Regions from separate parts of the Zea mays genome. Here region 1 is linked to region 2. The links are chromatin contacts, called in public Hi-C maps. All regions are on one chromosome and are shown on one strand. The core of a region is the stretch at or near the end of the contact, and the rest is flanking DNA. Distances in the headings are between cores, read along the strand shown. Region 1 holds the start of LOC100284297. Region 2 holds the start of LOC103643066 (60S ribosomal protein L38-like).

The links. A called contact is a pair of places that touch in the nucleus more often than the background predicts.
Region 1: a Hi-C map of endosperm shows a contact between it and region 2, with 4 times the contacts expected there. The contact joins the promoter of LOC100284297 here to the promoter of LOC103643066 in region 2. A contact is called at or near these places in 10 of 25 Hi-C or Micro-C datasets (bundle sheath, ear, endosperm and 4 more).

The regions. Positions count from the first base shown.
Region 1 is chr1:200,928,730-200,933,299 of Zm-B73-REFERENCE-NAM-5.0, reverse strand. LOC100284297 reads right to left here and starts at 2,785. Exons shown (of 8, transcript NM_001157192.2): 1 at 2,586-2,785; 2 at 2,229-2,298; 3 at 1,961-2,120; 4 at 1,551-1,632; 5 at 1,258-1,474; 6 at 1-38. The coding sequence starts at 2,663.
Region 2 is chr1:200,761,355-200,765,766 of Zm-B73-REFERENCE-NAM-5.0, reverse strand. LOC103643066 (60S ribosomal protein L38-like) reads left to right here and starts at 1,287. Exons shown (of 4, transcript NM_001365557.1): 1 at 1,287-1,507; 2 at 1,589-1,657; 3 at 2,056-2,239; 4 at 2,996-3,370. The coding sequence starts at 1,505. The coding sequence ends at 3,018. LOC103645187 (a long non-coding RNA gene) reads left to right here. Exons shown (of 4, transcript XR_002266802.2): 4 at 1-70.

The DNA of each region.
Region 1 (4,570 bases), core at 1,536-4,035, 170 kb before region 2:
TTCACCACCAAGACTCTCATATTTAGCTGCCAGAGTGCCTGAAACGAGAGGTTGCATTTACGTGAATAACCAGAAATGTACAAGTTAAAGGCGACATAGGCTTACATACTTAGCAAAAGATTTACATCATACTCTCATAATTAATCAATATCTAAATTGGTAGTGCGGGCATGCTGATTCATTTTAAGCTAAACAACATAGGAATAATACCAAGGGCATGTTGGGTGCAGTAGTGAGAGCTGTTTCACTGAGCCACAAGATCATGGCATCTCCGTATTTGTGAGTGAAGGGCTTGCCCCGATTTATCCCTTTCTCAGAACCTACTCATGTGAGCCTCCGTCACTAGATCTGCCCTAACCTAGGAGCAATACTGCAATACTTAACACCATGATCATAAGCCATGCATATTCTTCCAAGCTAAACAACACATGGGTGGTGTGGATAAAACATAAGCGACGCCTTAATAAGTATGAATCCAACAGAAGCCATAAGTCAAGATTCAGGCATATGGATAGTTGTTTTTCATGCACTGCTATTTAAGATAAAAATCTTTGGGTATATTCTATCCTTTCGTTGTCTCTCTTCCCATTACTATCGCACCTTAGAACCCCACTACACACTAGTGCCTCTGTAGATCTCGATTGGACATGTCCAAACCATATCAACCGATGTTGAAGTGTTGAACAAGCTTTTCTTCAATTGGTACTACCCTTAGCCTATCATATATCATCATCCCGGGCTCAATCCTTTCTTATATGACCACAAATCTAACGTAACACACACATTTCCAGACTAATTCCCTTCTTGATAAATGATAAAACTTAAAACAATAAACAAAGTCTTTTAGTCCCAAGCAAGTTGGATAGGCTAAAGTCAAAACCCAACAAAAACCATAAGTCAAGGTTCAGACACATAGATAGTTATTTTCTATATACTCCTATTCAAGGCTAGATTTTTAGGTATATTTCACCCTTTCAAGTCTACTTTTACTGCATCTTCCTATGGCAACTTCAGCATTCTCCTGTCTCTCTTCCCATTGCTATCACGCCTCTAGTGCCTCTGTAGATCTCTATTGGACCGATCCAAACCATCCCAACCAGTGTTGGACAAGTTTTTCTTCAATTGGTGCTTTGCTGCAACTTTCTCTTATCTCATAGGTGAGGTGGAGAGGTTGCTTTGAATGGGGTTGTTTCCCCTTTTCTCTCTCTACCCTATAAGGATACACATCTGTCCAGCATGTTCAGAAAAAAAACATACCAGGCATGACACGGAGATCTCGAGCTTCGACAGTGACATAATCTGGATTAGCTACCACCATTGGAAGTCGCTTTTCTATGCCAAGCATTAGAACCTGCTCAAGCTCCTCAAGACTTTTGGGAAGAGGAACACCAGAAGGTGAGCCAAGAGCTTCAGTACCGTGGGCTAATATGAACTCTGCATCATCAACATTGTTCACAACTTGCAAACCAAGGCCCTATAGTATGAGAAAATGAAAAACTGATAAGAAAAAAATCCATTCTGATGCTAAGCAGAAATAGCAGGAAATAAACCTCGAGAGAAATTGCCCCTCGATCGTCCCAAGTGATATGGATACACTTCCTTCCAAGAGCAGCAAACCATGGGTCGTCTCTCCTATATTCAGGGATTAAATCGTAGAGGGGAATTAACAGACAGTTTATTCTTGCAGTAAAGTGTAGAAAGTTTTTCTATAGTTTTGGAATAAGTTGCATCAAACGACAAAATACTATTGCATACAAGAAAAAGGAACTCCTCTGGTTGGTAGTATCATAAGCATTTTTTGTTGATATGTGCAGTCCAATGTAAATATGAAATCCTCAGAACGCAGCAAATGTTGAGGTGATTATACTCATGACACCTATCAGGTTTTACATCCTTAAAGGAGCCAGTTATCACAAGCATAACTTCTATCGGCAGAAGAAACTGCCCCCAGGAATCTTACTTCTGAAGGTGCTGATGTGTGAGCTCCCCACTGGTGATGGTCGCGAGGAAACAGGACGTGTCGAACCCCAGGCTCTTGAGCTTCTTCATTGTCACAGATGACCGCCTAGAGGAATTGCTGATTATCACCATCTTTGCCCCATTCTCCGCTAGCTTCTCCACTGCAAGAATCACCTCGATTGTTGACATAAATAAATAGCAGCATCAGAACACAAAGGAAACAAATACACGCTTCACAGAAGTGGCGTGCATTCTCTGTGCCAACTTACATGCCAGAATGGCGCCGGGGTACGGCTTCTTCCCGTCATGAAGAACGCCAAACTGGTCCAGCAACCATGCCTGCGAGAGTGCGAGACAGATTCAGCTGTAGCCAGATGAGCGTGTAGCAGCAGCAGATGGCAAGAACAGTTTCTAGTTTCCACAACGATAAGGCGATTTCTCAACAGGATTTGCGATCTGGTGATCGGAATCGGCGTCCCGCGGCTAGCCGCAAGGCGAATCCCAAGCATTCGCAGCTACTACAGTCGACAGTGACCCGCGAAGGACAGCAAAGCAACAGGAGGGCGCGGAGCTATTGTGATTAAAGCAGGTAATAGCTTGATTGCTGGGAAGTGGAGGGAGCTTGCCTTGAAGCGGCCGGACTCGGCAATGGCTCGGATCCCGGCCACCCTCTCGAACACCGGCGGCGACGCCGTGGAGGCCATTCTCTCCTCCCGGCGCCGCCCGGACGGCCGGACCTGGAGGCAAGAAAGAGAGGGGAGGGCGAGATTCGGATCCGGAACCGGAAGCGGTAGTCAAGGCGATTGGACTATTTTATTACATTTTTATCTCAAATTCTAGTTTGGAAACACCATTTTATCAATTGATTTTTATTTTTTCAAATAAAATTAGTTTATTTTTCCTTAGTAAAATAAGAATCTTTTAAGAAAATGGTGTTCCCAAACCAGCCTTAAATTGACAAATATGGAAAATAAAATATAGTTTTAATTTTCGTATTTAGTAATTTAAAAACTAAAATATAATAAAATTGAGGTACTAAAATTAGTCTACATAAATAAGGTGTTTGGTTTTTAGAGAATAATTTTTAGTATGTTTGATTTGTATAAACTAATTTTAGTATTTTTTTAGCTAAGAAAAAGGAAAATACAAAGAAAATGACCACTTGGCTCCTTTTACTACCGCATATATTTGGCCGCCTCCAACCGTCTAACGAGTTGTCTGCCCCGCCCCTACTTTTTTTCGTCCCAGTTTTTCGGGTGACCTATTTCTGTTTGCCCCTCTACATTCACAAATGCCTCCCAGGCCGAGGCCGCGGGGTCGTCGCCACGCCGGGGAGGAGGAACGACGGCCGGCGGGGACATGAATGGTAGCCGATCTCCTGCCTGCCCCAACAATTATTACTTTTTGTTGAGCACCAAATTGAGCGCGCGGACGGTCCGGCCCTGAGGCCGGACGGTCCGCGGTCCGGACAGCCCGCGCCTGTGGGCCGAACGGTCCGCGCGTGCGCAGAACAGATTAGGGTTCCGAGTTTTGTGCTACGGTTGTTAGCTAAAATCAGGAGATAAGCTCGGAAATTAGTTTGTAAAGGGTCCAGCCCCCCTCCTCTATAAATAGAGAGGTATACGGCCGATTTGTAATCAACAATCGAATCAATACAACTTTTATTCGCATTTTATCCTAGGAGTAGTTCTAGTCTAGTTTAGGTTTAGCCTCTCAATCCTCAAATTCTTCGCCTCTCTTCGACTCTACGCCGATTGGAGGAGTCTAGGTCGGCCGGCCCGAGCCTAGACAACCCCTACGATCTCTCCTCCCCGACGGGGTCCCTCCCGGGAGCGAGATCCAGGCCGCCGCCGGCGACTTCCGCCGCCCCTGCGCACGTGCGGACCGTCCGGCCGTCAGGCAGAGGACCCAAGCTCCTGCACCAGGTCGCGGACCGTCCGGCCCCAGGCCGCGGACCGTCCGCGCCTGACCAGAGAGCACCGCCGCCGGTTCTTCTTGAGTATTTGGCGCTCCGAAAAGGCGTCAACATACTTTTTGGCGACTCCGCTGGGGACAACACATATAGACCTATCAAATCGGCCCTCAATGGCTGGTTCAAAGGATAGCTCTGAGGTTTCCACCAGCAATATCATCACACCAACATGGGAAGCCTTGTCGGCTGAAGAACAGCTCCTGTTCGAGGAGCGCCAGGAGCAGCTGATCCAAGAAGCAAAGGCGAAGTTCCTGGCTGACTTCAAAGTGGACAGGAACAACAAAGTCGTTCGGCAACGGGCGACAGATCTGGCTTCGCTCCGACCTACTACGATTACCCCAAATGTAAGTAGCACCAACGAACTCCAATCTCTTAAAGCTTACATAGATGAACAGCGAGAACAGATGCAAAATATCATAGGGGTTATGCAAAACGATTGTAGGAGACTAGTACGTGCATTTGATAAATCTAGTGTAGCAAATTTTCCTTCACACGAGGTTGAATTAGGAGATAATACACGTAATACATCGGTTAGAGGTTGTCACGACCAGTCACAACCCCCTTATGGGATGCCAATGGACATGTACCCTGAGCAAACGCAAATCGGCAGTAAACCAGCCGATCTACACACGTCCGGAC
Region 2 (4,412 bases), core at 38-2,537:
ACTTGGCATGCATGAGTTCTTCCCATTACATGTTTTGTTTCGTCCTTCTAAAAGTATATATTGTAGCATTTTTCTTATGCCAACTATGCCTCAAGTTGAGAATTAGTAGCATGCTATGCAAATTATTCTACGATTTATTTTTATGTGTTGCTTGTATTCATGTAATGCACTAACATTTTATCGAATAATTTGTGCGCCCCTGCCTCTCCCTCCCTCCTCCCCCGCCACATCGCGGAGCCCCATCTTTGCCGGTCGCTGCGCCATCCCTTCGCCGGCACCCACGCGTACCTTATCGACTGCACGCCGCCGTCACCAAGGCCCCTGTGACCATGCGCCGCCACTCCATTGTCATCCTATGGAGATTATTCCCTCCTTGAAACTGCCCCCTCGCCCTCAACCTCACGCGCCTTGCAGACGGGTGGCCTCACGCTGCGGGGTCGGTGCACTCGATTGTAGCCCGAATTTCGCTTCGACACCATGTCGAACGTCTCGCGGACGTCGTGCTCCATCTCATAACAGTATAATACACATTGTATATAAGTAATTTCAAATTTGCAGAGCAATATATCTTGGTGTATATCTCTTATATTGAAATTGCAAAAAACACTAGAAGCTATCAAAAGTTTATTTATACTTATTTATATGAATATCTAAACTATATTGATCTATGATCGAGGATTTTTGGAATTTGTTATTAATTTACGCTATCCTTCTATGGAATCAACATGTTTTATTTGAGATATTAATGACAAAAAACGTGTACAGTCTTATATTATTTTTAGGTATGTAAACATCCACTTTTAGTGATGCTAACAAAAGTATAGAATAACATTTAGTTTTTTTGCATATCAATACATTTATTATAGTACTTCTGCATCTCAATATATCTTACCATTATATATTAACTCCGTAGCAACGTAAGGACATACACCTATATAACACATATGTGCATATATAATTTATCGAGATATTATATGTCCCCGTTGCAACGCACGGGCACTGACCTAGTTATAAAACTAATTACACTAAAATGATAAAATAAATTTATTAAGACTAATTATTTTATTCCGAAGCGACGACGATAAACAATGGGCGAGGAAGATACGAAATAGAACAAAACAAATCATGAGTAGTGTAGTAGGTATTTTTATTCAATCTTATCAACCTTGAGTTGGTAAAACATTACTGAGCTCTCCACTAAGAAAAGAAACGTCAGTAATATTTCGAGCCGCGAATTCAACGAAATATATGGCCAATCGGCCCAATTGGGCCCATCCAGATGCGGCCTTTCACCGTGGAAGAGCCCTCGACCAACAGGTCCAACCAGCAGCGAGCGAGGACCTGGGCATTGTTGGAATCGCTTCCTGTCTAGGGTTTCACCCGCGTGCCTTATATATCCTATCACTTCCCGCCCAGCCGCCATCTCCGCATTTCCATCTTCCCGTGGGATCCCAGCCGCCGCCGCAAGAAGAAGAGCTCGGGGACTTCCAGGTGTCGCGAGAAGATGGTAAGTATCCCTCGAGTCCCCTTCACTTCTTCTCGATTTTGTTGCCGGTGGATTGTTACTGAAAGGGATTGGTCAGATTAGGTCCTAGTGTTGCCGACATCGCTGACGGACCCAGACAATGTTATTCTGCTCTGGTTTTGTACAATCTCTGTGTAAGTGGCTGTCGTGGCTTCGTATTAGCTGTATCCTAGGTTGAATTGCTGCGAGCATGGAAATCTTATAATGTCAGTTACTGTATTCTGGTGCCATCCGGCTCTTTATAATTGCACAACGTACGTTTGGCATTGCGCTGTTTTTGTAGCTACAAGAATTCGAAATGCACTGACTGATGTAATAACAGGTTAAATTGTAAAAAAGACCCACCATTGTAGATCCAATTGTATATAAACTACCACTTTAAGTTAGCATAGCATCTGTGTGGCTGTTTGTTTTCGTACTAGTGGTAACGAGTTTTTCTTTTTTGCCATCCTGCTAGTATTTTGTAGTTAATTGTCAAGTATCAACCTATCTCTTTGCTTTGTCTAATCGTCTGTGGAATAAATCTGCAGCCGAAGCAGATCCACGAGATCAAGGATTTCCTTCTCACCGCGAGGAGGAAGGATGCCCGATCAGTGAAGATCAAGAGGAGCAAGGATGTTGTCAAGTTCAAGGTCCGCTGCTCCAAGTACTTGTACACCCTCTGCGTATTCGACGCTGAGAAGGCAAACAAGTTGAAGCAATCTCTCCCCCCAGGTAATCACAGCTTTAATTGACATATTATTTATGTTCTAGTATAAGAACACCATTCTGGCAGTATTGTGTTGAATTACCATCCACGCTGCCGACGGTCTATTCAGTTATCTATTTTTGTTGGATTGATGCCGTTTTCTTTGTCTTAATTAGCCGTTAATTAGCCGTCCCAGTGAAGATAAAATTTTCGGTCCAAAGATGGTCGAAGAATGGTTTTAGCTTCAAGCCAGCTGACACGTCATCTTGATTAATGGGTGGCTTGTGGCTAAAACTGTTTTTTAGAACCATCCATGATGGCCAATAATAGCTATGAGATCTGAGGGACTTGTATGATCACTTCCTTTATCAGCTTCCACTCTGAACCATTTTGTTCTTGTTTGTGTTTCCTGTTTGATCAGTCTCTGTCCCATTGAAGAAAATATTATTTGACCATAGATGAATGGTTGATTAGTTTTAGCTTCAAGCCTCTGTTGTCTCTACTCTTTGGCATATAGGCTTGTGGTTAAAACCAGTCGACTCTTAAGTTCATTGATGATGGGTAATAGCTATGAGATCCGAGGGACAAAATTACCTGTGTCTTTTTGATCTAATCCTAATTGTGCTTGTATCTTTGGTCATCTGTTTTGTGATTACAGTTTGCCTTCCATTTGTTGTAAGCCCTGCCCAACTTGATCTGTCAAATTTTGTCTGACATTTAACGCACGACTCCACTATGAAGTTCTGACTTTTTTGATGCTTAATTAATGTCGATTGTTGCAGGCTTGAGCGTCCAGGAGGTTTGATTGGATACATGGCAACGTCGGGTCGAACCTCTAGGGCATCTTTATCATTAGCAGAGCATGCTGTTTATGTAGTTTTGGACCTTAAGCTATTAGACATGTCAGTGTTGGATTTGTGGATCTTGAATTTTTGGAGAAATACCAATTTGCCTCGTTCAAGGACGCACCTTTCAGTTTTTTCTTATTTAACTGCATGTTCCCCTTCGCAACTTAGCTCTGCAAACTTACTAGATTTTTGTGGTTTTATATGTATCCCATGTGGATAAGTAGCAGAAACATGGCTAATTCGCCCATCCATCGACATGTCAAGATGAACTCATATTTTGGGGGCTGATGCTATTAAAAATTTTATCATAAACTCAGTGTTCATTGGCATTAGAAAATTTATGAGGAGGCTATCTCCAGCAGTCATCCTCTATTTTATTCACTGTTTCAAACTTCACTTAAACAGTGTCATATACAGTTTTGTGTCACTGTTTTACACTATCCACTGAGGACAGCCGCAAATGAGAAGGATGAAGATTACTGACGCAATTTACAAAAAAAACATCATGCGAATCAGGTGTCCCTTTTCTCCCTGCTTATACTAAAAGCATACTAGGTAATTGCTGGTTTACACAGATCTGTTTAAAGCCATAAAAGATAACGATGACAAAACCATTCCACATTCCCAAGGCTACCAAACTACCTGCCTAGAAAAAGAAGCATAAGAAAGAAGCTAAACAAGCTAGATCTTTAGCAAAAGAACCCCGATCTTCATGAAGTGTTGTTTCCCTCAGAATCCGCTGATGATCACCATGTCTTCAATCCTTTCGTAGGACAACATCTTCCATCTGGCCTGCACGTCCTTCGTCTTAAACATCTTCTTCCACTGTTTCAAGAATCCCACGGCCTTACAACCGGACCTTTCTTTCAAAGAGTTTGCATATAAACGTTAACACTTCGAAAACCCCCTCAAAAATCACTTGGTAAATAAATAATGATTAGGCCAAATAAACAAAACGTTCATAATGTACCTCTATTTTTTTTCTCTAACGATTTTCATTTATATTTAGCTTACTAGGACTTGGAAATTAGTAATGTTCATATGGACGCGGATTACACATATATTTCACGTCTGGTTTTAGTGGTAAATTTCATGATGCATGTTTATAAAGTGTGTACTGCCAGGGCAGCTGGTTTTCCTTTAAAAAAAAAATCAACTTTTAGAGTTATCCTATATCAACTTTATTTTGAGTTTGACCAAGTTTATAGAGAGTTCACCAAAAATTATGACACAAAGTTAGTACATGGATCTTATTCTCATTCGTCTTCCTCGTTCTCATAGGTTGTAGGATATTGAAACAAGATCTTAGGCAAAAATAAAATTTATCATACTCATTAATTAGGTGACATGT